Regions from separate parts of the Mus musculus genome. Here region 2 is linked to region 1. The links are chromatin contacts, called in public HiChIP or PLAC-seq maps. All regions are on one chromosome and are shown on one strand. Each heading gives the region's core, a stretch centred on a gene start, on an enhancer-like site or on the middle of the called end of the contact. The rest is flanking DNA. Distances are from core to core; before and after follow the strand shown. Region 1 overlaps B930092H01Rik (RIKEN cDNA B930092H01 gene). Region 2 overlaps Gm34974 (a long non-coding RNA gene).

What was found. HiChIP or PLAC-seq counts read pairs in DNA pulled down with a chosen protein or histone mark.
Region 2: an H3K4me3 HiChIP or PLAC-seq map of embryonic basal ganglia shows a contact between it and region 1, with 7 times the contacts expected there. The contact joins two enhancer-like sites. A contact is called at or near these places in 1 of 39 promoter capture datasets (the SN4741 cell line), 2 of 15 datasets of contacts at CTCF or cohesin (large pre-B cells and pro-B cells), 3 of 484 Hi-C or Micro-C datasets (bone marrow-derived macrophages, cerebellar granule neurons and gonadal supporting cells), 7 of 115 datasets of contacts at active chromatin or transcription factors (embryonic basal ganglia, embryonic stem cells, forebrain and 2 more) and 1 of 9 other capture datasets (embryonic stem cells).

The regions. Positions count from the first base shown.
Region 1 is chr9:61,274,762-61,281,503 of GRCm38.p6, forward strand. All of the region lies in intron 3 of B930092H01Rik (RIKEN cDNA B930092H01 gene), which reads right to left. Among named protein-coding and RNA genes, the nearest start is that of Gm51681, 5.4 kb to the right of the region's middle. Within about 2 kb of position 3,285, at least 141 of the 459 cell types and tissues checked have an H3K27ac peak or open chromatin away from gene starts, as enhancers often do. A contact at or near this core is called in embryonic basal ganglia, where this site is marked.
Region 2 is chr9:61,859,684-61,866,425 of GRCm38.p6, forward strand. It overlaps Gm34974 (a long non-coding RNA gene), which reads right to left. Exons shown (of 6, transcript XR_001779199.2): 6 at 494-1,347. Among named protein-coding and RNA genes, the nearest start is that of Gm34974, 36 kb to the right of the region's middle. Within about 2 kb of position 2,553, at least 19 of the 459 cell types and tissues checked have an H3K27ac peak or open chromatin away from gene starts, as enhancers often do. A contact at or near this core is called in embryonic basal ganglia, where this site is marked.

The sequences.
Region 1 (6,742 bases), core at 2,035-4,534:
TTCATAGTGGAAGAAGATAACAGACGCTGGTAAGCAGTCCTTTTTCCTCCACATGTGGATGTACATACATACACACACACACATTCACATTTACATACACTCACACTTATAACACTAATAATAATGACGATAATAATAAATGTAATCTTATAAATTAAAATCTTCAACTTCTATACATGGCATCAATAATCAAGAACGGGCTTATGGAGAAGTACCAGGAGCCAGCCTGTAGACAGGAGAGTGTGGGATACTGAGCTAAACATCTGAGAGGAACAACTGAGTGAGGGAAGACTGATTTTGACTCATGTTCAAAGGTCCCAGCTGGTGGTGACCTAGCGCACACACTTAAACCACCTTTTGAGTGGAATCCAAGGTTGCTGCTACTGTTCACATCGGGACTTTGTGGTGTGTAGGAATATAAGTTTCAGGTCCAGGGCACATGCAGCCCTCTGTACCAGCAGTGAGATGGGGCCATCAGACTCCCGGTGAGTACCTAGGATCAGTATCCATAGTAAGAGTGTGGAGACCACTACCCACCTCTGGGCAAAGACAGTGAGGAAGAGAGAGGAGCCCAAGAGCAAAGAGGTCTGGAGGCAGTTACAGAAGGAAACCAGGAAATCTTTCTGTAACAAAATACTGGTGGTCTTCAGTGATGGATGAAGCTGGAGAGAGGAACAAAGAGCTCTCTTAAAGAGCTGAAGGGAGACAGAGATTTGTAGAGCTACCATATAAACAAATGATGGGTGGAAATCTCAGCTTTAATAAGGACACAGACTATTGCAGGAGGGATTCTGCCAGCTGGGCCTATCTTAAAAACAGGAGTGCTCAGCCGGCCATGTGGGAGGACAGAGCAGCAGAAAGGGCAGCTCTGCAAGTCAAATAGTTGGGTGGGTGGGTGGGTGGGTATGTGGATAGGTAAGAGAGCAGATGGATGGAACGATGGGTGGATAGATGAGTGGATGAATGGGTAGGTGGATGGATGGATGGGTGGGTGCATGGATGGGTAGATGAATGGGTGGATAGATAGATGGGTGAGTAGATGGGTGGACGAATGGGTAGGTATGTGGATGAGTGGAAGGATGGTGGATGGATGGATGGATGGATAAGTGGATGGATAAGTGGATGGATAGTGGATGGGTGGATGAATGGAAGGATAGGTAGATGGGTGGGTGGATGAGTGGGTAAGTGGGTGGGATTAATGGGTGTATGGATGAACGGAAGGGTGGATGGATGGATTGGATGGATGGATGGATGGATGGTGAGTGGAAGGATGAATGGAAGGATGGGTGGATGGATGGGTGGATAGATGGGTGGGTAGATGAATGGATGTATAGTGGATGAGTGGATGGGTGGATAGATAGATGGGTGAATAGATGGATAGATGAGTGGGCAGGTGGCTGGGATTAATGGGTGTGTGGATGAATGGAAGGATAAGTGGGTGGGTGGATGCGTGCATGCATAGTGGATGGGTGGATTAATGGAATGATAGGTGGAGAGATGGATGCATGGACAGTTATACAAATGTATAAAGAACTGGTTAAACAAGAGAGAAGAAATGAGTAGAGAGGGGATTGTGAATAGATGTAGGTGAGGAGAAACAGCTGAATGCCTTCAGCCCTGCCCTGCAGTGCAGAAACTCTAATCACATGAGGATATGGGTGAGTGAGGCCTGGCTGCTGGATTTCACAGGCCTCTACGAGAGTGGCATAAGGTCACCAGATTTCTATTTTGGCTGCTTAAGAACATTGCCATCACAACCTTTGTCTGTTTAAAAACACAAAACAAAATGTGACAGAATAAAGGCTAGCTCTTCCCAAATACAGGCCATTAATCCTAGTTCCCATGTGTGTAGTATTGGGCTTTTTTTTTCCATTGCTACAATATACCTGGGGTGGGGGAGGGGAGTAATATACACAGAGAAGAAGTATACTTAGGAAGTACAACCAGCATGATGAGGGTTCTGTCCCGGGCTTCCCTGGCTATATCATCATGGCAAAGGGTGTCATGGCGAGAGTGCATGCAAGACAGAGAGCCTGAGTGGCAAATCAGAAAGCTAAGGAGTGGAGTGGGTGGTCCTGTTCTTTTTCTAAGAATGTCCTCTCTAGAGAACTAACTCCATGAGGATGCCATTAGACCCTTTCCAGGACCTAATAACCTAATAAATTACCTCTGGAGGCCCCGCTTCTTGAAGGTTCCATCACCTTCCAACATTACTACTCTGAGGAACAAACTTCCGTAAGCGGAATCATTGGACCACTCAAAACCTTGTGGGTAGAGACATATTTGAAATGTGTGTTGCCTTTATATTAAGAATCCATAGATTTGGCGGGGCAGTGGTGAGGCACACCTTTAATCCCAGCACTTGGGAGGTAGAGGCAGGTGGATTTCTGAGTTCAAGGCCAACGTGGTCTACAGAGTGAGTTCCAGGACAGCCAGAGCTACACAGAGAAACCCTGTCTTGAAGAACAAAAAAAAGAAGAAGAAGAAGAAAAAAAAAACTGTTGAAAAAAAGAATCCATAGACTTGAGGACAGTAGTTTAAAATAGCATGAGAAATACATACATAAAACAAAACCTAGTTCTATTAAGTAAAGAAGAACAATATATCACATAAAATGTCAGTGAGTGAAGCATGGGTGTTTAGGTATAGTGAAGACCAGAGGAAGTGATGCTCACAGGACTGCCTACCGCAGAGCTGTCCATCAGCATACAAGAAGTCGTCCAGGCTGCCCTTAAACTCACTTATATCACAGCCTGAACTCCAACTTGAGATCCTCTAGCACCTAGCCTCTGCTTCCCAAGTGCTAGAATTATAGGCACGAGCCATCATGCCTAGTCTTATTCACTTGAAGAGATCGGTCTGTGTCCAGGACAACATTATTTAACTAATCAGAGCACACACGGGCAGCCTCTTTGCCTCATGGATCAACAACCGCAGGCGCAGGCAGCAGAGCTGGGGTGGGAAGTGCAAAAGAACACTCTCCTAGTCAGCCTCTGATTCACACTGGGGTGAGAAGGGCATCGAGAAAGTGCCACCAGATCCCTCCTACTGGTGAATGATGTCTCTGCAGTCTATCTCCAGAAAAGCTGTAATTCAAGGCCCGGAACAACCTGTGATTTACATGCTGGGTTGGTGTAAAAGATATTGTGCAGAGCCTTCTGAGTGTGCTCTGTGTGTTTGTATAAATCTCGCTACTCAAAATATCTCCCACAGTTGACTGACAGCCCGTGTAATTTAGCAGAAGGCTAAAAATTAAAATCCTCAAGCCTGCTGAGGGAGCGTAAGAATGCAGTAACACTGAGCGCCGCCCCTCGCCCGGGCCCAAGCTCGGCAGATGCCAGGGCTGTTCATTTTGGAGACGAAACAAAATATTTGTATTTAGATTTATTAAAGTCATTATTCCGCCATTTGTTCCAATGTGCTTTATTAAAACCGGATCTCGTGTCTGTTTTGAAAGTATTACCTGATTTACATAAGCCAGTCCCAGCCCTAATTACGGCTTCCTTTGGTGTCTTTTCATTCCGAGGGAGGCTCACGCTCCCCCTCCTGGCTTTTTTTTTTTTTTTTTTTTTTTTTTTTTTTTTGTCGCCTGCCTTCATGGCCCATATGTCTGCCTTGAGATAGCAAGAATCCGAGCCTATAAATAGATGGCTGAGAACAGCTCCGCTGCCAGTTATCTGTCCACACATCAACATTACCATAATTGCAACAGGCAATGTGTAATCTTTCTAATCACACGTTCCAGACGGAAAACTGGATCGAGTTTCATAAATTGTATAATTTGAGGCTTTCCTGAGCTAACCGCTGGGCAGGCGGGCTGCTGTGGGTCATCCAGGACTTGGAAGTGCCACCCCTCTAAACCTGGTCAGGCTGTCCCAAGGTGGCATGGTGACACACACCTGAGGCAGTCACTTGGGCGCTGAGAAAAGTAGTGCCACCCTCTCTGAGTCACAGTCCCACCCCCCTCCCAGCCAGGCAGTTTCACTTTTCTCTTTCATTCCTTTGGGGGAAACACTGTAAGTGTTTTCAGGATACAGATGAAGACACCAAGAGAGGTGAGACTCGTCTTCAGGGGTGCACCAGCCAGTCGCAGAGACTTAAACACAGATCCCAGACTCAGTACCTCCCCCCCCCCCCATGCCCTGAGCTACAGATTATATCTGCAGCCTGGCGCCAGGGAGGTCCCAGTGAATTCCGTATTTTCGTCCTTTCAATGGCTTTCATAAATCTCATTCTTACTTAATTTTGAAGCCCAAACAGACCTGCTTCTCCAACAAGCCACTGCGCTATCTTGAGTCACAGGGCTTGCAAAGTGGAGCTCTGGGATTCCAGGCTGGGCTGAGTCCAAGGCCTGTGTTCGGGCCTTCAGGACCTGCACTGTCAGGGTCTTCTCTCCTGGGGATCCCTCTCCTCTTTGTTTGCTTTGCCAGCCTCTCAGAAGGATGCTAATTGGGTCCTGTCAGCAGGCAGCAGGCAGAGCCCAGGGAAAGGTGATGAGGGAGGAGGGACAGCCTTCTGCCAGGCTCCCAGACCACTGCTCAGCTTTCCCAGGGCCTGGTGGGGACTCCAGGAAATTGCCTCTGAGTGTCCTACTTCCCTAGAGAGCTGCTGCGGGAGAGCTCCCTTTGTTTTGCATTGCGCGAAACCTCCGGCAATGCTATTCATACTGCAGGTCCCTGGAGTGGCTGATGACACCCTGATATATAGACTGGTCCCCAAGGACCCAGCGTGCTCTCTGGCACTGTGCTCTCCAGCCGCGCCTAGTAATTGGCCAGCCTTGCAAAGTTCCAGCTGTCTATTAACTGCTTTAAATTGAACACTAATCAGATGATGGTGCGGTTACCAGCAAGGTCCCTCAGGCTTCCCTCAGAAGGAACCATCTAATCTATATCCCTTAATTTTTCCAGATTGAGGAAACTGACAGTCAGAGAGGAAGGGAATGGACGACCTACTGTGGTCGTAACCAATCCTAGGTCGTTTTCCATGGTCTGTTGATCTGTGTGTGTGTGTGTGTGTGTGTGTGTGTGTGTGTGTGTGTGCACATGCCCGTGTACCACTGTGAGGTTCTTGACTGGCAACAGATTCTAGAGTCACTCTGGAGACACACCTCTGGACATGTCAGTGAAGAAGGAGTGTTTAGACTGAGTTAATTGAAGGAGGAAGACCCCACGCTAGGTTGGGCAGCACCATCCCATGGGTTGCTGTGCCTGCCTGCCTGATGGAAAGCAGGCTGGGCATCAGCATTCACCCCTTCTCCTTCCTGACCATGGATGCCATCTGACTGGCTAGCTCAAGGCTCTCCTGCCATGACCTCCCCATCATGATGGACTCTACCCCAAAACTGTAACTCAAAATAAACCCCTCCACCTTACAGTTGTTTTTATTTGGTCTTTCCTGTTCTCTCTCTCTCTCTCTCTCTCTCCCTCCCCCCCTCCCTCTCCCTCTCCTTCTCTCTCTCTCTCCCTGCAGCAAAGAGAGAGGTACCAATATGCACTCTGGGAGCTTCTTGGTGTGATGTATGATATAAACTCTACCTGCTTTCTAGATAAGAGACTGGAGACCAGGACTTCTCTCCTTAGACCTGTCCCCAACACATCATAAAGTAATCCACCTGGCTGCTTTCTGGGCCTTGTTTTTGTTGTTGGCGGTGAGACGAGAACAATTAAGAAAACATCCCATAAGGTTGACTTGTAGGCAAGCCTGTGGAGCATTTCCTTAATTAGTGATTGATTGAGAGGACCCAGTGCATTGTGGGAGGTGATCCTAGGTGTCTGGGAAAGCAGGCTGAGGCAGCATGGACAATCAGCCAGTGAGCAGAATTCCAGCTTCCACCCCTGCCCTGACATCTCTCCGTGAGGCACTGAGTATGTAACTGTAAGCTGAATTAAACTCTTTCCTCCCGAGCTGTTTTTTTGGTTATGGTATTTTATCACAGCAATAGAAACCTAAGTAAGGCAGCCAGCTCAGGCCTCGAGAGGCAGGTCATCATCACCATCACCATCATCATCATCATCGGAGCATGGCTTGGTCCAGGGAGATGGAGACGCAGCTGCTCACACCTCCTAGACTTGGACTCTCAGCACCAAAGACAGTCCCAGAAGTTTCTAGATTGAGGAGAAGCAGACCTTCCAGCTGACCACAGCCTAGGGCATTTCCTGTGAGCAAACAGAACCAGTACCATTCATTTTGCAGTGCAGTAGCCAAAGGGTTGCCCCAGCAACACCTGGAGCTCGCTTGCTCTACACACCCCTGGGCTCTAAGCATGACTGCTGAATTGCCGCTCAGGGAGGGGGTGGGATCTTTGAATTCCGGCTTTGGGAGTCATTTGGGTTTCCGAATGGCAGCCAGGTCTGACCTCGGCCTGAAGGGGCTTCCTGGATGACGCATCCTGAAGGTTTTTGACCAAAGTGTGAATATACAGCCTAGATACAGCCTTTTTTTTCCTGATCATGCTAGGGGGAAAAAAAAGGAGATCTCGAACGTGCTCCCAGCCGCACAGCCGCCTGCCCTCCAGGCTCCTGGGGCTCCTTCCTCCATCCAGACCTGACCCATTCTTGCTTTGTAAGCTTTGAAGCTCCAGGCCTAACCTGCTCCCAGTGCCAGGAATGTGGCTCCACACCCACTTTGCCCTAGGGGCTCCACACAGACTCTTTCATAGCTGACCAGACCATCTGACTTAATTCAGACGCATCCCCTTGTGATCTCTCTCAGCCTCCACCACACCTGCATAGAATCTACCCTT
Region 2 (6,742 bases), core at 1,303-3,802, 580 kb after region 1:
ACAGGAAGCAGCCCTCTCTTCCACCTGGGTCACTTGGGGTGATACCACCTACCACACTACAGCTTTTGAGGGAAGCTTCCTTCAAGGTGACTGGTTTGTAGGTGCTGGTGGCTGGTGCTTGGTTTTATTTTGTATCCAGATCTCTCTCTCTCTCTCTCTCTCTCTCTCTCTCTCTGTCTGTCTCTCGTTCTCTCTCTCTTGTTCTGTGTGTGTGTGTGTGTGTCTCCTGTCTCTCTGTTTGTTTCTGTGTCTCTCCTGTCTCTGTCTGCCTCTGTGCCTCTCTCCCTGTGTCTCTCTCTCGTTCTCCCTCTCTCTGTCTGTCTCTGTCTCTGTCTCTCTCCAGATCCAGATCTGTATGGCACAGACTGATACCCATCCCTTTCCTCTCCAGATCTTCTGCAATAGACCATCTCCCCAGGAAAACCCACCAGCATTCAGCCATCTAATAGCAGATCTACAAAGCCCTCTGGTTGAAATTGCTACCACCTCCTTCACAGATCAAGCCCTCTTGAGTTTCAAGCAGGAATATGAAGGACACTTGCTCTTATGTCAACTATGACACTTCAAGTTGCACATAGCAGCACACAAACAGCTCAAACTCACTGAAATAAAAAAAAAATGTTGTATGCCTGAGCAAGCCTGGTTTCTAACTCCAGCTCCTGCCCACTTTGGGTGGGAACCGCCCAGCAAACCTCTTAGACACAGTGTCCTCTAGTGGTCACTTCTGGTCTTACACCCTCTGCAATAGCTAGCTTGGTAGGATCAGGAAATCAACTAAGGTCTTTGAGCAGATAAGTCTATGAGAGCATTTCTGAGAAGGATTGACAGAGGAGAGAAAAGACACTCCTAGAGTGGGTGGCGCCCAGATATGAGGCTGATGTTGAGGGGAGAGCAATGATGCTCATTTGCCTGCCTTGCTTCCTGTTGATGAGCACATCTACCTCGACATCCTCCCTGAAGCCACCTATTGCTGATGTCAGAACCCAGCTTATTGGGTCTTCTGATATGGTCTGAAGACCAGTGGCTCTCCAGGAATCCCCCAGGCAGTCCAGGCCAGATGAGTGCTGGGACATGCAGCCTCGTAGATTGAGCAGCCAATAGGCAGACAGTTTTGTCTTTTGTAGTATCCGTTCCATCATCCGTTCAGTTCCTCCTCAGCTTCCCATCCTTCAGAGAGGGAGCGATCTCATTCCAAGACGTGACTTACTCTCTTTGGGTCATATGACCATCCAGAATCAACCACCTTGGCCAGGGGAATCTCTGATTAGCTGGGTCTGAATTCTACCTCACAGCTCTGCACAAGGGATGAAGTCACAATGCCTGAGAGTGGGTCCAAATGAAGCTCTCCTGACAAGAGAAATCAGAGAACGGTGAACACAAGAACCAAGTGATACCCAATGGCTCCATCGGTGACAAACACAACCATGTCATGGGACACAGTCAAATGACATTCCTAACCTAAAAAAGGGCTCAGTGCATCTGCCAACCGCTGATATCAGCTCAGCAATGGTAATCTTGGTGGGTTAGGACATATTGTTTATCTTTAAAAACTAGAAATTCTAAACATCAGAAGCTCTGGTAAGTGGGAGCCCTGACAGTCCTCAAGAATTCTTATCAAAGGCGGATCCTGCAGTCTGTGCACACACAGTTTTGTTTTGCTTTCAAGACAAGGTCTCACTGTGCAACTCTGGCTGGCCTAAAACTCATTATAGACCAGACTCATCCCAAACTCACAGAGATCTGCCTGTCTCTGCCTCCTATGTGCTGGAGTCAAAGGTGTAAGCCACTATGCCCACCTACCTCACAACTCCCGAATGAATAAGTACAATGTTTGGTGTCAGAGCAACTGTCTCAAATTAAAGACACTGTGTAAGCCAATCAGAATCTTTGTGAGAGGAAGAAATAGTTCCAGTCCACCAAAAGTCCTACTGATGTGTGTGTGTGTGTGTGTGTGTGTGTGTGTGTGAGAGAGAGAGAGAGAGAGAGAGGCCACATAGAGGCCAGAGGTCAACATCTGTGTCTTCTATTATTCTCCACCTTAGTTTTTTTGAGACAGGGTCTCTCATCAAACCTGGAGCTCCCCATTTGGGCTACACTGGCTGGCCACTGATTTTCCTGTCTCTCCCCAGCCCTGAGACTACAGAGATGCCACCACACCTGCCTTCTATGTGGATACTGAAGATTGGAGCTTAGGTCTCACGCTTGTGCACTAAGCACTTTGCCTACCGCCTTCCCCACCCTGTCTCATTCTTGAAGTCCTTGGTATGTCCAGGTCTTCCTGTGTCATCCAAGACGGGCGTTCCAGAGGCTGAACCCATATACACATCTTGTGAGTGTTCCAAAGATGCCTGGGAGGGTGAACACTTCCAAGTTGGTTATCCCGCCAGCTGACCCACTGGCTGGCTGGCTGGCAGTCTGGCTGGCAGTGCAGCCTGGATCCCAGCAGTTGGCGGAGTTCCCATCTGTCTGCACATCCCACATCCCCAGCCCCACTGCCAACCAAGACTTACGCCCCACCATTAGAGACTTCGTTTGTGCCATTAACGGAGCGTGGGCAACAGCTGCTGGAGCAGGTGCAAAGACAAACAGAGCCCAGCTCTGGAGAGAAATCCTTTGCTCATTGGAGCCAGCTGTAGAGACAGTGTATCAAAGTGGGGGGGGGGGGACTTTCTGCAAGCCACAGAACAGGGTAAGTAAGTGTGATCTGGGCCACTGTCATCTTGGAGTCAATCAGTCTGATGGGCCAGCTGGCTGTCCACACAATCACCCCAGAGCGGAATACCCTTCTCAGAGCCCAGGGTGTTCCCACCTGCTCTTCTCTCTCTACAAAGAAGCTCTCACTCTGCCCCCCCAAACCCCAGAATTTCATCCGGAAGCTTTCAGAGCACGGACTTTCAGGCCCACCCCAGACCTCTGTAATCCAACTTTGCAGCTGAAGTTTTTCCTAATGCACACAAAGGGCTAAGAAGCAGGAGGCTACTAGCTGCCTGGTGCTATTGCAACCACCGAGGTTGCACGGGGGATCACAGACACTCCTTAGGAGAGGAAAGTTCCAGTTTATCAGAAGTCCTGAAGTACTCCCACGTGACCCCGATACACACATACCAGCTCAGACTCAAGTTCTTGGGGAGCCCAATAAAGTCAAAGGAGGGACCTGTGAGATGGTTCAGTGGATAAAGATGATTGATGTTAAAGATAGGACTCACATAATAGAAGGAGAGAACCAACTCCCCCAAACTGTCCTCGGACCTCCTCGTAGAAACTGTGTTTTACTCTTGACAGTCCCCCCATAAATGAGTAAATAAATAAGTAAGTAAATGTGAAATCGAGCAGTGTTAAGGACGTAAGCATGGCGGCATACATCTGTGACTCTAACTCTTCAGAGGTAGAGGCAGGAAGATCCCGAATTCATAGGAAGAGCCTGTCTCAGGGAAAAAAGCAACCCACTAGCGAGTGATTAGTGAACAGGAGGCAGGTATGGGGAGGAAAGGCCTGGGGAGGAAGGAGATGCTGGGCAGAGGGAAGGAGAGAAGATAGCCAATGGTTCTGGCTTATCCAAGGCTAAGGGAATTTCTGGGAGGTGGGACTTACAGTTTGAAAACCAAGACAGTGCCAGGCAAACCAGGGCAGTGGTCACTCTAAAAGGGTGTGGGTAGATGGATGTAGTGGCTATTCCTGGTTGTCAACTTGACTATATCTGGAATGAACTACAATCCAGAATTGGAAGGCTCATCTGTGATCCTCATCTTGAGGCTGGGAGATACAAGTTTCTGACCTGGATCTTGGCATGGAGATCTTGAGGCATAGTGGCTATGAATCCCAGGAGACTAAGGCAAGGAGATCCCAGAGTTCAAGGTCATCTAGGACAAAGCAAGTCCCAGATCCAGGCGTGGTCATACACACCTTTAATCCGGGTCACACCTTCTGCTGGAGACCTACATAAAAAGACTCTCTCTTCTTTGCCTGTTTGCCTGTGGGACTAAGCAACTGCTAGATCCTTGGACTTCCATTAACAGCTGCTGCTGACCATTGTTGGGGAGTTGGACTACAGACTGTAAGTCATCAACAAATCCCCTTACTATATAGAAACTACCCATAAGTTCTGTGACTCTAGAGAACCCTGACAAATACAATGGATTCAGAGGATAGAGGTGGCACCCAACTGGCACCTCATTTCCCAAGAGACTCTCTAGTTGCAGATTTATGGCCCAGAAAGCTCACTGAAATGAAGACTCCTGGGACCTTGGCCAGGCGTCCTGAATCAGATATGCACCTTCACTAGATCCCTGGGGTATCTTGTGCACTTTGGCAAGGATTGGCCTTACTTTGAATTGGTCAGAATTTCATCACTGAGAGAAATAACTGAATGGAGGGAAGATTTGTTTGGGCTCACAGGCTCAGAGGTGTCAGTCCAAGATCAGCTGGTCCTGTCCATTCTGGCCTAGGATGAAGCAGCAGACACAGCATAAGCCATCTCAGACCCCAGTTGTTTCTTAAGTTGTGTATCTTCTTCATTTGTGTGTGTGTTTATGCCACAGCACACACGTGGCTCTAAGATGACAACTCACAGGAGACACTTCTCTCCTTCCACCGTGTGAGTCTCAGGATTTGAACTCAGGTCATCAGGCTTGGCAGAAAGCACTTTTGACTGCAGTCACCTTGCAAGTCCCTCCCCACTCTAGATCACTTCTCAATAAAGCTACCAGCTGGGCACCAAGCCTTCAACTCCTGAGCTTCTTCATCTCCCAACCCTCTGAGTGAGATGAGCCTCTATCTCCGATGAAATGTTCCAGCATTTAACAGGCTGTCCAGTCAATCATGGCCTGAGGGAAAGGCCAATAGGGAGATGCCTGGGATACCCAGATTAGGGGTAAGTATAAGAGTGGCTGCTGGCCCAGCCTGGACACAAGAAACCAAAGGAAATGACTGCACTCTAGATAATTCTCAGGGGCAGTGATACCTTAGGGTTACAGTAAAGAATGCTTCCTCCTAACCCCAGCATCCTCACTCAAGTCACATGTATCTATCCTGTCTTCCTACCAACATATGGGACTTCCATGTGGAAGTCCCATGATGGGGGCCTAGGCCTGCCTTGGGGACCCATTGTCAAGCCAGCCATGGCAAGGCTACATAATGTTCTGTTGGACTCAGGAATCCCGGGAGAATCAGGAAGGACAAGACTGAGACAAGGATGGTACTCAGTTCCCAAAAGACCTGTCCTCACATCAAAACTAAATTCCAATGAGTGCAGAGTGACAGACAGTGCTAAGCACTACAGGGCAAAAGTAAAGAACACCCTGACCCATGTGGTCCTGCCAGAGCCCACCCAGGCCACCTAAGGCTTCCCTTGCCTGTTGGGACAAGCCTTGAGAGCACTGACACCCAAGCATATCACCGCATTAGAATCACCCACTCTACTCCCAAGTTCACCTTTTCTCACCACCACTCACTCAACTTGATCATGCCTCCATCCATGTCCTGCCCCAGAACCAAGCCAATCACCCTGCTCGGCAGCCTGTCTCTTAAACAGCTGCCACTGTAGTCCTTTCTCTGGCCACAGCCTCCCCCACCTTCTCAACTGTGTGTGTGTGTGTGTGTGTGTGTGTGTGTGTGTGTGTGTGTACACGTGCAAGTATGCACATGTTTCTTTGTGGGACTGAATCCAGGTCCTCAAATCAATTGACCAACTACGTTCCCTCCCCAGCCCCTCTCCCTCTTCTTGTAGCGAGCAGCCCAGACATAGAGTCAGAGAGGCGTGCCCACCAGAGCCTACACACCTCTTCCAGACTCCCTCCAGAAGCCTCCAGAACCTAGAAACCTGGGATTCCTGCACATCTGGGACTTGTTCAGCCTTCTCTCAAGTGACGCATACTAAAGGTCATATTACAGGGAGGTCAGCTGCATACATGGGGCTGTGTTGGGGACAGGGACGTCTTCACTAAAGTGTTTACAGAGAGAGGATCAAAGTTGTGGTGGGAAGAGGAGCAATGGCCATAGGTCTGTGTCGTCCTAACACAAGATGCCAATCGTTGTGAAGATCCTCCACTGAGGCCCGCCCTCCAGATAATTTGGCAGATCTGAGTGTTCAGATGAGCAGATAAGCCTATTTCTCAGGTCAGACTGCTCATGAGTCCTGCTTTAGTGGATTTAGACATCTGTGGCCTCTGTTTGCACTTTCACCTTGGGCCTCACAGATGGTCCGGCCAGGCGAATGGCACTCCTCTGACCCTCTGTGGAATACACTGCCCCTCCTCTCCTGGCTCCATAGGATCTGAAATCCATTCAAGACCCACAGAGACCATCAGTGTGCTGCCTGCACTGATCCTTTCAGCTGCTGCCTGAAGCTTTGTTTTTCTGGAAGAGACTCGTTTGTGGTTCGGTATGACTGAGCTCCTAATGGCCAGTCTATTGGAATGTCACAAAAGATACCCCAGCACAGGAGGAGGAACACAGACCAGTCATGGACAAGGAGGGAGAAAGTCCCCCCAAAGAATTCTGCAAGAGCCTCTGGACCCAGCCACATCAGAACATCTTCTGCCTCTGAGCTTCACAATTCCCCAAACCAGTTAGTTACTAGCTAGAGTTGAATTTCTAATAGCATCTCTGATTCATAGAATATGTAGGTTTCAGAGCCTGAGGGGACTTCAGAAACCTTCATTAAAACTTCAGTAGGACTGGAGAGATAGCTCAGTGGTTAAGAGCACTTGCTGCTCTTCCGTAGGACCCAGGCTGAGTTCCCAGA